Linked DNA regions of Mus musculus: regions 1 and 2 are each linked to region 3. The links are chromatin contacts, called in public HiCAR-type and HiChIP or PLAC-seq maps. All regions are on one chromosome and are shown on one strand. The core of a region is the stretch at or near the end of the contact, and the rest is flanking DNA. Distances in the headings are between cores, read along the strand shown.

Region 1 (3,842 bases), core at 331-2,830, 630 kb after region 3:
TTTGCACAATTTTTTTTTTTTTTTTTTGACAAAGTCTGACATCGTGCAAAGACACTCATGTGTCTCTGGAATAGACATTCCTTCCTAATATGGAGATCTGGTCCATGTGCTCTGCTCACTCGCTGTTCTCTCTCTCTCTCTCTCTCTCTCTCTCTCTCTCTCTGGTGACTCATTTGATAAAGAACTAGTCTTTCACTCTTGTCCCCAATAAAAACAGCCTCTGGCTGGGAATCCCTTGAAAAGATCAACTTCCTCTCCAGATAGGGTGGTGACTGTGGCTGTCTCCCTGTCACCTGCTCTGTGGTCAGGTAGCACCTGTCCTGTTTTAGTCCTCCCTAGGAACTTCTTGATCAGGTGAGGGATCGGGAACAAGGGAAGGCTCCTGAAAGTACAGGGTTTGGCCCCGCACACCACTATCTAGTGCCCCAGCAAAGCTACATCTGCTGGCCTTCCCAAAGGTGTGCACCCTGCTACCCCAATGCAAAGGCTACTGGGAGAGCGACTTCCGGTCTCAGGAGCACTTTGTTTTCCTGTCCATGATCTATCACCAATGACCCTGTCACCAGCATCCAGCAGGCAACACTGAGGCCTCCAGGACTTCCTGTGGTAGGTCTCACTGTCTCCAGATCTGTGGGTGGGATGAAGATGGGGTGCCTGCTTCCCTTGCTAACTTGCCTCCCCTTCTAGCTTACCTCAGATCCCCTAAGGGATCAGTCCTGGACAATCTAACTCGCCCCCTCCTTTCTACTTCCTTGTGCATGGCCTATTTTTCCTTTGTAATCCTATCATGTGCACCAGGAACCCCTCACCTCTACTGACTTCTGAAGGGTCACCCTGCCTGGGACTGAGGCTCATATGAGAGAATCCCATGGCCACCTGGGAACGTGTCAGTGGTGGCTCAGGGCATGGTGTCCTTAGGAAGTACCAAGCTTTCCTGAATATACCCATATCTCTAGCTTCCTATTTGCCTCATGTGAATATCTCAGAAGAGCAAACCGGAGCAGGCAAGCCACACCCAATGTGTATAGAGCTGGGCAGGAGGCCTGGGCACCCTGCTTAGTAGGGGTGCAATAAATGCTATGGTCCCACTGTGTGCTCTTTTACTACAGTAGCACAGCAAATTAACTCAGAGCCTTAATGCAGACAAATCCAGTTTCTCATGTCATTTTCGGTTCAAACAGGTTCCATGGTATCTCCCAGGTACTGTCTGGAATCCTGGGGCACTCACAGAGGCCAGGACATAGACTTTCTGTGACAGACCTCTGGAACTTCCTGTTTGGGGCCATGTCAGAAACACCAAAAGATGCTTAATGTGAAATATTTTAGAACTTCTGCTATTCGGCTCAAACCAGGAAGTTCAGGGATGCATGACACAAGACAGAAAATTCTAAAAGAACTTTTTTTTTTTTTTTTTAAAGCACCAAAAAAGATGCCATGGTTTGAAGGCAACTCCACAAATTCCTTTCTTGGTCAGGGAAGTTAGCAGAGCCTGGAGCTCAGGGCACACATGAGTGCACAGGTCTTAAGGAAGCCGAGAGCAGAGTTTAAAATCGAGGGAGCCAATGACGTGCTGGGGGATGCTTTCCCTTCAGGAAATGCTGGCCCTGCCACAGAGCTAGGGCTTGGCCCGAGTCAGCTGTGGAGTGCTGTTATGCCATCTGGTGAATCTCAGCAATAGATCTATACAACCTAGGGGCTCCGGTGGCTCCTGAGAAACTAAAATTAAGAACACAACCCAGCACCAAGGGCGTTCTTAGCAGCACCTGTCCTGTGAAATATCCATTGTCCTGCCCACAGATGCCAGGAATAAAGGGTACCAGGCAGCAGAGGGGACCTAGCAGTTGGGACCCAGCAGATGGGACAATCCAGGTACTGGCCATAGATATAGATGGGGACCCTGCTGAGGTCTCTCCTGTGAACCATTATGTCTTTGATGTGCACCCCCCTCATGCCTCAGCTTACCCCCGTGAATGGGCTCATCTGTGCCCTCACAGAATTCCTGTTAGAGGCTTCATGTCAAACCCTGTGAATGGGACCTTCTCTAAATATGGCTAAAGTTATTTAGCCAGGCTCTGGTGGCACACGCCTTTCATCCCAGCACTCAGGAGGCAGAGGCAGATGGATCACGGAGTTGGAGGCCAGCCTGGTCTACAGAGCAAGTTTCAGGACAGCCAGGGCTGCACAGAGAAACCCCACCTTGAAGAAAACAAAATATAAAATGGTGGTGGTAGTGGTAATAAAATTAGATTATTAGGGTCTTCTAAGAGGGGAAATGTGGATATGGAGGAGGCCTAAGGAAGTGGAGGCCATGAGGAGAGAGAGATGGAGGAGGAGGAGCTGGGGGTGAGGTGGAGTTGGGGATGAGGAGGAGCTGGGGGTGAGGAGGAGCTGGGGTGAGGAGGAGCTGGGGGTGAGGAGGAGCTGGGGGTGAGGAGGAGCTGGGGATGAGGAGGAGCTGGGGTGAGGAGGAGCTGGGGGTGAGGAGGAGCTGGGGATGAGGAGGAGCTGGGGTGAGGAGGAGCTGGGGGTGAGGAGGAGCTGGGGGTGAGGAGGAGCTGGGGGTGAGGAGGAGCTGGGGGTGAGGAGGAGCTGGGGGTGAGGAGGAGCTGGGGGTGAGGAGGAGCTGGGGGTGAGGAGGAGCTGGGGATGAGGAGGAGCTGGGGGTGAGGAGGAGCTGGGGATGAGGAGGAGCTGGGGGTGAGGAGGAGCTGGAGAAGATGAAGGAACAGAGATATGGCAAGAGAGATGTCATGAAGCAGAGGTCCTAAGAAAATGGAGGCCACATGGAGATTTAGATCATCAGAGAAAGATTATGAGAAAGACCATGAGGAGACAGGCCATAAGATAGAGGCCCTGAGGGAGGTCATCATTAGATAAGAGACCATGAGGGAATGGAGGGCACGGTCTGGACAATGCCGTGGCACACTAACGGATACCCAAGATGCCCTGGGAAGCCTGGGGCAGCTCCTCCACAGAGCCTTAGAAAGAGCTAGCCCTCTGACATTTGGTTTAGGAGAACCAATCCTTAATATTTTAGGACCCTATAATGTCAACATGCTCGTTTTTTTGCAGGGACTCATCCCTGAGTGACTAAATGACTTCAAGTCCATCTGTTGCCTGTGAGCAGCACAGGACTGGCAGATTCCAAGGAGCCTAAAGGTCCAGATGAGAATATGAGCTAAGCCTTAGGAGCAACCAAGGGACCAAGGGTAGACCTGGCTGGCAGCTGGGGTGGAGAAGCCAGGAGCTGGCCGAGAGGGTCCCAGATGGGGGATCCCATATTTCCCCTCAGGCCTCCATATCGTCATGTAATATGCCCACATCACTTGCATCAGGAGCCAACCCTGGGCTTTGAAGCTGGCAAGTTAGGGGCAGAGAGGGTACGCCATTTCTAGAGTAAGTACTTCTTATGTATGGTTTTGCTTGGCTGTCATAGAAATCTAGAAGTGGGTTCTGTGGTTGATACACGGTCCCTGGACTCCTCTTTCACCAAAGACCTCATAGTCATGTCTGGACAACAGCTCACATGAGTCAGACACACCCCCTTCTACATGAAAACAAGCCCGAAAAGAACCACTGCCATGTGGTAGATTCTCTGTGGGAATATGCCAGAGGCAAAAACAGTACTCAGGGTGGAGACGTGCAATCGCCTGCAAAGGTTGCTCACACTGCCACACCAACTTGCTTCAGCTCAGGCCAGGAGAGGCCTCAGGGGCAGAAGCCTCATCCCCCACTTCCCTGAATCCCAGGGCACAGAACAGCAGGTCCTTAGTCACCCCAAGAGCAGCTGTTAACTCCTGGTTCTCCTGTGTTCTCAGTGCACAGTAGTGGCGAGAGGTTTG
Region 2 (3,810 bases), core at 1,257-3,756, 980 kb before region 3:
TGATCTTATCGAATCTCATGATTTCAAATGCCACCCGATGACTCTCAGATTTCTTTATCTAGCCTTGTTCTCTTTTCTGAATACCAGTCTACTTAAAACTACTTAAACTCGGATGCCTAATATTTGTCAAAATGAATTCTCCGTGAAATTTCCAAGCTCCTCTGACCTTTCCTAACTTCTACATACAGATAAGGCTTTTCCCCTTGGCCTGTCTTGAAACCCTTAGGCTCCAGGGTCTTTGTCAGCCAAGGCTTTCCCAATCTTCATATAGCTAAGAACATTGCCTTCCTTGTCAATGGAAGCTCACTCTACACCCAGTTGTCCAGGTCCCAAACCCTAGAGTCTTCTGTATTTAGTTTATAGAATAAGCTCAATATGGTACAAGCCAAGCAGTGACAAACATTTCTTACAACTGTCTCTAGAAATCCATCTATGTGAATTGGCAGGAGGATTTCACACTTTTCTTCCTTAGATATTAGAAAGCATATTACTTTATTCATAGGATGTCTAGTCCAGGAAAATATCAACCTAACTTCTTTTGCAGCTGATATCTCTGCCATCTGTCTAGCTTTGCCATTCAAGTCTGGGGTTCCGTACGGACCAGAATTCTTTTTTTCCAATTTTTCATGTTCTGACACAAAAAGGACTTCCCTGGAAAACACTCTAGCTTTTTTCTCCAGGGAAAGAGAGTGGCTTGTTTAGTGAATTTGGGAGAACAGCATCCAGTGTGCTAGGCTTCCCTGGGCATCGTTTTTTGGGTCTTCTTATTGGCATACTGTGCTTACATGGTTCTTGGTGGGTCAGCTCCCAAAGGCTTCAGTTGTTCGCTTGGCTTAGAAGCTGAGACATGTGTAAGGGAAAAGCAGTCATTATGAAGCAGTTAGCCAGCCCTGTTCAAACTGACTTTTTTTTTTTTTTTTTTGGCTTTTTTGTTTTTGTTTTTGTTTTTCGAGACAGGGTTTCTCTGTATAGCCCTGGCTGTCCTGGAACTCACTTTTGTAGACCAGGCTGGCCTTGAACTCAGAAATCTGCCTGCCTCTGCCTCTGGAGTGCTGGGATTAAAGGCGTGTGCCACCACGCCCAGCTCAAACTGACTTTTCTATTGTGAATTTTAAAAACTTAATGTGTACGGGTGTTTTAACCAGCATGTATGTACTTACATCTCACACATGCCTGGTGACTGAGGAGGTCAGAAAATGGCATTAGATTCCTTAAAACTGAAGTTATAGATGGCTGTGAGTCACCATGTGGGTGCTATAAACCAATTCCAGGTCCTCTGAATGAGCAGCAAGTGCTCTTACGCACTGGACTTAAGTATTGGCCTCCAGTCCCCAAATCAATAGTCTGAGGCAAGGCTCAGTTAAAATGCCTTGTCTTATATCTTTACAAGTTTCTAAACTGGGCAAAGAAGAGGTTAGTGTTCTTGACTAGCCATCTAAAATTCCGATTTTCCATCTAGGGAAGGTGTGTGAGTGTTCTTTGCCTCTTACTTCTTCCTTCTCTGATTTGTGGTTCATGGCCCCTTCCTTGGCAGCGTTTTGAGGGCTAGGTGCAGGGAGGCTATCGGGTTTGGGTAGTTGTAAGTAAGTCGGCACTCTGTAGGACACACTGTACCGCTGGGAGTTCTTGGAATTATATTTTTCTGATCTCTGGTCGTCATTCCTGCATGCCAGCAATGCTTCTCAAATACTATCTGTTCAAATGTTCTTCATTGCACGTCTCTACTAGATTCTGCCGGCATACCACAGGCTTTCCTGCTTCCCTCTCTACTGTCAAACATAATCAAGGCTTTTCCCCCTTTAACTTGTAGGACTCCAAGCTCCAGGTATCCTGAGAGTAGTGCTGTGGCTAGGGAAGTGGAACTCTACCTGCTAATGGGAGTCAGGACACAGCCCTCTGCACACTCTGCAGCTGCTCCCTGTGAGGAGCCTGTGCCCGCTTTCTGAGAACACTACTCTGACCCTCTTCCCAACTACGTGTCATCATAGTTTCCTCCTCCCTTCACTCGGGTCAAGGCCCCTGCCCCATGATGGTCCATGTGGTGCCTCGGATCAACGCTAGTTTCACCTCAGGTCACTCATGCCTCTTCCGTACTTCTGAAGCACTCGTGGTTTCCGCGGCCTCTTTCCTGCATGTCGGAGGGGCCATTTTTCACCAACCCTGTAGGTATCCCGGCTCAGAACACCCAGACCAGAAGTCCAAGGCTGTCATCAATAAGGATCTAGAGGGGCCGGCCCCGCCCCCCATCCCGCCCCGCCCCTCCAACGGGCCTGCCCCTCCCACAGGCCGTCCTCGCCCACAGGCCGGCCTCTTTCATAGGCCCCGCCTCCAAAGCGCTTCCCGCCCCGCAGCCACGCCCCCTGGTGCCCTCGCGGCGTCGGGCGGCCCTGCGCCCAGCCACTGTGGTCGCGGTGCGTCTCTCGTGCCCACCTGGTGATGCTCTGATTGGCCGAGCTCGCATCGGCCCACCCAGTAGTTCCGGTCGGCCGAGGCTCGCGCCTGCGCAGTGCACTAGGCTGTCAGGTAAAGGGCTGGCAAGCGGTGGCAGAGAGTAGTGCTGTCATGACTGAGGGCACGTGAGTCGCGGACCCTGGGCTTCCCGCGGGTGTTGCGAGGGACGCGGCAGGGCGGTGGCAGGGAAGGTGTCTGGACAGCAGGGTGGCATGGCTGGTGGCTCTGCATGCCTGGATTGCAGGCATCCCACCTGGGCGGAGTCTAAGGAAGGCTGCTTCCTCTCGCTGGTCCCCTCAGGTGTCTGCGGCGTCGTGGGGGACCCTATAAAACTGAGCCCGCCACCGATCTCACCCGCTGGCGGCTCCAGAATGAGTTGGGTCGGCAGAGATGGACTTATTATCAAGCGGAGGACGACCCTGGTCGAGAGCAGACCGGGCTAGAGGCCCACTCTTTGGGACTGGACACAGTAAGTGATGTGATTCTGAAAGCACCATTCCATCCCAAGACTGGAAGCCATCACTGATCAGCCTACACCGTGCCTTCCTGAGCCAGAGCTCTGAAACAGTGGAGAGCCTTATTTAAAAAACAGGCAACCAGCCAGTAATATATGCATATGTGTAAACCAATGTATATGTGGGTATAGTGTGATATGAGGAAAAGCTGACTATAAGAGGATCAGGAAAGTTCACAAGTTATGTAAGAAGATGTAAAGCTAGTTGCTTTTCTAGTTCTAACTCTGTCATGGGCTTTGTGGTTTGGGCAATAGATTAATGCATAAAATATAGTGGGTACTGAAAGTGCATCATTTTATGGAAAGTTTCACAGTCTCCCTTTTCAAATGCCAAGGTCATTAAGTTGAGTAGACTTTGTGTTTGGTTAATTTTGGTGTGCGATGTTTTTATTAATTTGCAGGTTTCTTTTTATTTTAATAATAAGGCTTATAATTTTTTGTTTTTTAAAACAGATATGAACCTGGGCCCGGCAGGCATACCTGTAATCCTAGCCGCTGAGTAGGCTGTGACAAGGATAAAGTTTAAGATCTGCCTGGGCAGCTGAGTAGAGCTTGTCTCAGAAAATAAAGAGGCTGGGCATGGTAGTGCTGGTCTTTAATCCCGGCACCCAGGAGGCAGAGGCAGGCAGATCTTTGTGAGTTTGAGGCCAGCCTGGTCTACAGAGCAAGTTCTAGGCCAGCCAGGTCTACGTAGTGTGACCCTATCTCAAAAATGATAACAAATAAATAAAGAAGAGGGCTGCTGATGTGGGTCAGTGTTTGTGAGTGTTTGCCTCAATTCAATCTAAACAACAAAAAGTGTGGTACCTCCTTCCGGAGACAGGAGTAGAAGCAACCCTCGTTAT
Region 3 (3,808 bases), core at 2-2,501:
CCTGTTCCTTCCTGCCCCCATCAGACTTGGGACAATCAGAGAGTCTTGGGGAGTAGAGCCACACTAGCACAGGGCCTGAGCACAGCCTCCCTGCAAACACATGCAGATCCAAGAGTAGCTGTGAGATAAGGCATGACTGCTGCTTACAACTGTATGCATGGGCCCTCCCAGGAGTGAGCAGAGGGAATCCTCTAAGTACTGGTCCTTGGGCATCTCTGAGGAACAAAAATAGGAACACCAACCACATAACCTTCCAGTGAGGCAAAGACGCGGCTGACCAAAGGGGCATAAAAACAATCTCTGTCAACACAAGGCTTAAATTTGAGCCAAGTTACCAAATTAAAAGAAAAATGGGAAAAATAAGAATCAATGGCTGCACGAATCAATGACTGCACAGCACCTCCCGTGGGTGTGGGTGTGGGAGAAAACAGAAGCTCTCAGTTTGGCTACAACAACAAATAAAAGCTGGGCACAGTGGGCTACAGCCTGGGCACGAGAGTGACAAGCTGGGGGGGGGGGCTAGGGTGAAACCTTGTCTCAAAAGAATAAAGAAAGAATGAGATGAGGTAAAATAAAAATAAATAAGATCCCAAAGGCCAAAGCAACAAGCAAGCGCCAGGGACACAAGTGCATGCCATGCCTTTAACCCCAGCATGTGGGAGGCAGGGGCAGGTCAATCTCTTATGAGTTCGAGGCCAGCCTGGTCTACAGCGTGAGTTCCAGAATAGTCAGGGCTACATAGAGAGACCCTGTCTCAAACACACACCAGAGACTGAGACACAGAGATAGACAGAGGCAGACAGACAGCGCCCTGCGACATTTCCAGAGCGTAGTGGGATATTTTCCCCCAGAGATGGAAGCGCTTCTGGAGCCTCACACCCCAACCGAGAAGGCATGACGGCTAAAGGTGGGCCGGGTCAGGACCCTAACCAGAGTGGCAGGAACACACACAGAAGAGGCGACACCCAACCATCCAGGGCTCCTGATCTTTGGAGATCCGGCTCGGCAGAGACCTGGCCCGACCGGCGCCCCACACCTCACCTTCGCCCCCGCTCCGCCCGCCGGGGATTGTGGGAGCGCCGGCTCCACGGCGCGGGGCACAGGGCCCGGTGCAGAATCCCCGTCGGGTCTCACGGCCGCCCGGTGCACACGAGCCCGCAGCGCCCTCACTTTCCCCATCTTCCCTGGAGGTTTCCGCCTGTTAGCAACGCCGCCTCACTAGTGGAAGAGCCTCCCGGAAGTGCTCCCAGACAGCCGGAAATAGAGCCGCGGCTGCGTAGATCGGCGTTCGGCCGGTCCCCGGAAGTGCCTCCCGTAGCGCGTGCGCAGTTGCGGTGCTTACGTCGCGCGCTCCCGCTAGCGCGTTAGACGTGTGGCGATGTGGCTGCAGCCAAGAGCCAGGGAAGTAAAACTATTGAAGCCTCGGGTGCACGTTACGCCATGTTTCTATCGCGCGCGTCTGGGGTAGAATAGGGAGAAAGGTTCACGTCGGTTTTACTCATGCGGGTCTCTATGTGTGCAGCTTGGCGTTTCGTCCTTAAAACAGGTCCTGGAGTTGGGGACTTTGCAATTCCACTTAAATGGGTACCAGATGGACCGAACGGCCTCCGTCTTCCTGCACAGTCGGCTCCGTGTCCAACAGCCCCTGTGCACCCAGTGCAGTATTGCTTAAGGAAAGCAAGGACGAAGGGTAATTCCAGCTCTTCACCCAAATGACACCTGTAAAATACAATACAAAACCAAAGTGGGCTATAGTTGGAGCCACAAAAGAAAGTTGGGCCCAGGCACAGCCAGGGTAGAGGCCTTCTGCCTTCTTCCCTTCTAGGGTAGAGAGCATCCTGGATGCCGGGACGTCTCTGCTAGGGATCCACAGTGAGATGGGATTTGTGGGGAGAAGGTGAGCCCAAAGCGGAGTCCGGTGCCCCACAGTGGCTGAAGTAGCAGAGCATGCCAGGGAGCAGAGCCAATAAGCATCTTTCCGATGCGGTTTCTCATCAGGGGATGCCTCCAGGTTCCTGCTCCTTCCCTGACGATGAGATCCAACCTGTAAGATGTAAAGAACACCTTCCTCCCCACGCTGCCTTTGATAAGTGTTTTTATCACAGCAACAGAAAGCAATCTAGAACAGTGAGTGAGTGGCTGCAGGCCAAGCAGTGCACTAGATGTGAAGCTGAGACAAACTAGATTGAATCAGGCGACTTGAAGAGACGTTTGAGCCAGAACAGCTGAATTGAATCAGCCAGTAAGAGTTCAGAAAGAGCTAGAAAAGGAGATCGTAGTCAGCAGTAAGCCTCCGAGACAACAAGGACATCAAGCGAATAAAAGTTACTTTCGCAAGCTTGTTTTGAGATGACCTGGGAATAAAGTCCATTGAACTCTTCACAACCTGGTTCATCTCCCCAGAAGATCTGGCAGCCAGAGCCACCCTGAAAGCTAGCCTGGCTTTTACCTAGGACAGATCCCCACCCCACCCCCCCACCCCCTAAATGTTTTCTCCTTCTCAACCCTCAGCAGTGTTCCTGTGCTCTGGGCTGTCCGATGGACCCCAGGTTCCCCCATGGAGGATGAGTTGCTTAAGGCCAGTTCCAGGGCACCCCAAGGAACTCACAAGTCGACGACAACAAAGTTAATTTTTTAGAATCCTCAACTCTTCTTCCTGCCGCCTGAGGGCGCGCGTGTCCCGTGCTTCCCTGGCTCCTGGCAAACTAGTTTTGCAGTTAGAGAGGACTGTACAGCTAGTTTTGCAGTTAGAGAGAGGACTGTACAGGTGTCTCTGGCTAATTCCCCCCCCCCCTCGGGCTCTAGACCGCGACCCTGCTCCAAGTCAACTAGAGTGTAGGTGTGACCGCAGGCTGGTCCACTGATACAGCTACTGGGAGGCGGGATGGGGGTTTGGGGTGAGGGGAGGCGGACAATGTATCATCGCGCCCAGCCCTGGAAACTCAGCTGCCAGACCCCGCAGGCATCAGCAGGGTCCAGATCACCTCTCAGTTCGTCCCCAGCCCCAGCGACTGATCCAAGACAGTTCTGCCTGGCTTTTCTCGGGGAGGAGGGCTCCCTTGATCCTCCCAGGGAGGTGGCCAAGTTTGCTGGGTCCACCTTTCTTTGGGTGACCTAGCCAAGGCCTGAGCTTTTTCAAGCCTAGTTTCCCTGTTTCTACAGTGGGGGTTAGAATGAGCTGCTTGAGGACTAAGAGAAAAGTGAGAGCCAGGAAGTGACCCCTAGCAGCTTATAGTTGGAGATCACAGATTCCTAGGGCTGGGCAGAAAAGAGGCTGGTATCACAGTGTGAATGAAGGGCGGGAGCCCCAGGCACAGGGCTGGTACAGACACACAGCATCTCAGAGGCCCAGGACCTTCTGGTGACGGAACCCGCAACACAGAGTCCTAATTTGACTCTGATCATGGGTGCTAGGCCAGCCAGCCGCTCAAGGCAGTGGGGCAGGGAATTGGCCTCCTGTCCTTCACAGCTTCTGGCTGAGCACCAAGGCCCAAGGCCTTCCAGCCACCTGGGTCAACCTGCAAAGGGCACAGAGCAACTTCCCAGGAGTTCCCTGAAGTCTGGTGATCAGGGAGATGGGGAAAGGCAGGCATGGGTGTCCATGTGCCGTTACCTCCCAGACCCTCTGGTGTGTACATTGATGAGAGGCCAGATCTTTGAAGATCAGACTCCATTTTAGAGAACCTGACCTAAGTTTGAACTAAGGTAAACTAACAGGCTGGTACCTAGCATTAGTTTCCAAGTTGCCCCCCTCCTCAACAAAACCTGAGCCTAGCTCCAGTCTCTAGGTTAATTCCCAGCAAGACCA

The links. HiCAR-type assays count read pairs that join an accessible place to other places. HiChIP or PLAC-seq counts read pairs in DNA pulled down with a chosen protein or histone mark.
Region 1: an H3K27ac HiChIP or PLAC-seq map of microglia shows a contact between it and region 3, with 8 times the contacts expected there. The contact joins the enhancer-like site here to the promoter of Fam207a in region 3. A contact is called at or near these places in 2 of 484 Hi-C or Micro-C datasets (the N1E-115 cell line and embryonic stem cells) and 5 of 115 datasets of contacts at active chromatin or transcription factors (T-cell acute lymphoblastic leukemia, embryonic forebrain, forebrain and 2 more).
Region 2: a contact with region 3 is called in a HiCAR-type map of astrocytes, with 2.1 times the contacts expected there. The contact joins the promoter of Lss here to the promoter of Fam207a in region 3. A contact is called at or near these places in 1 of 484 Hi-C or Micro-C datasets (CD8 T cells) and 2 of 115 datasets of contacts at active chromatin or transcription factors (astrocytes and effector CD8 T cells).

Annotation. Positions count from the first base shown.
Region 1 is chr10:78,147,976-78,151,817 of GRCm38.p6, forward strand. No RefSeq gene overlaps it. Among named protein-coding and RNA genes, the nearest start is that of Gm47922, 12 kb to the left of the region's middle. Within about 2 kb of position 1,581, at least 95 of the 459 cell types and tissues checked have an H3K27ac peak or open chromatin away from gene starts, as enhancers often do. A contact at or near this core is called in T-cell acute lymphoblastic leukemia and microglia, where this site is marked.
Region 2 is chr10:76,529,099-76,532,908 of GRCm38.p6, forward strand. It overlaps Lss (lanosterol synthase), which reads left to right and starts at 2,507. Exons shown (of 22, transcript NM_146006.2): 1 at 2,507-2,576; 2 at 2,752-2,920. The coding sequence starts at 2,563.
Region 3 is chr10:77,514,562-77,518,369 of GRCm38.p6, forward strand. Fam207a (family with sequence similarity 207, member A) reads right to left here and starts at 1,252. Exons shown (of 6, transcript NM_133998.3): 1 at 1,042-1,252. The coding sequence starts at 1,179. 2810425M01Rik (RIKEN cDNA 2810425M01 gene) reads left to right here and starts at 1,337. Exons shown (of 1, transcript NR_163865.1): 1 at 1,337-2,380.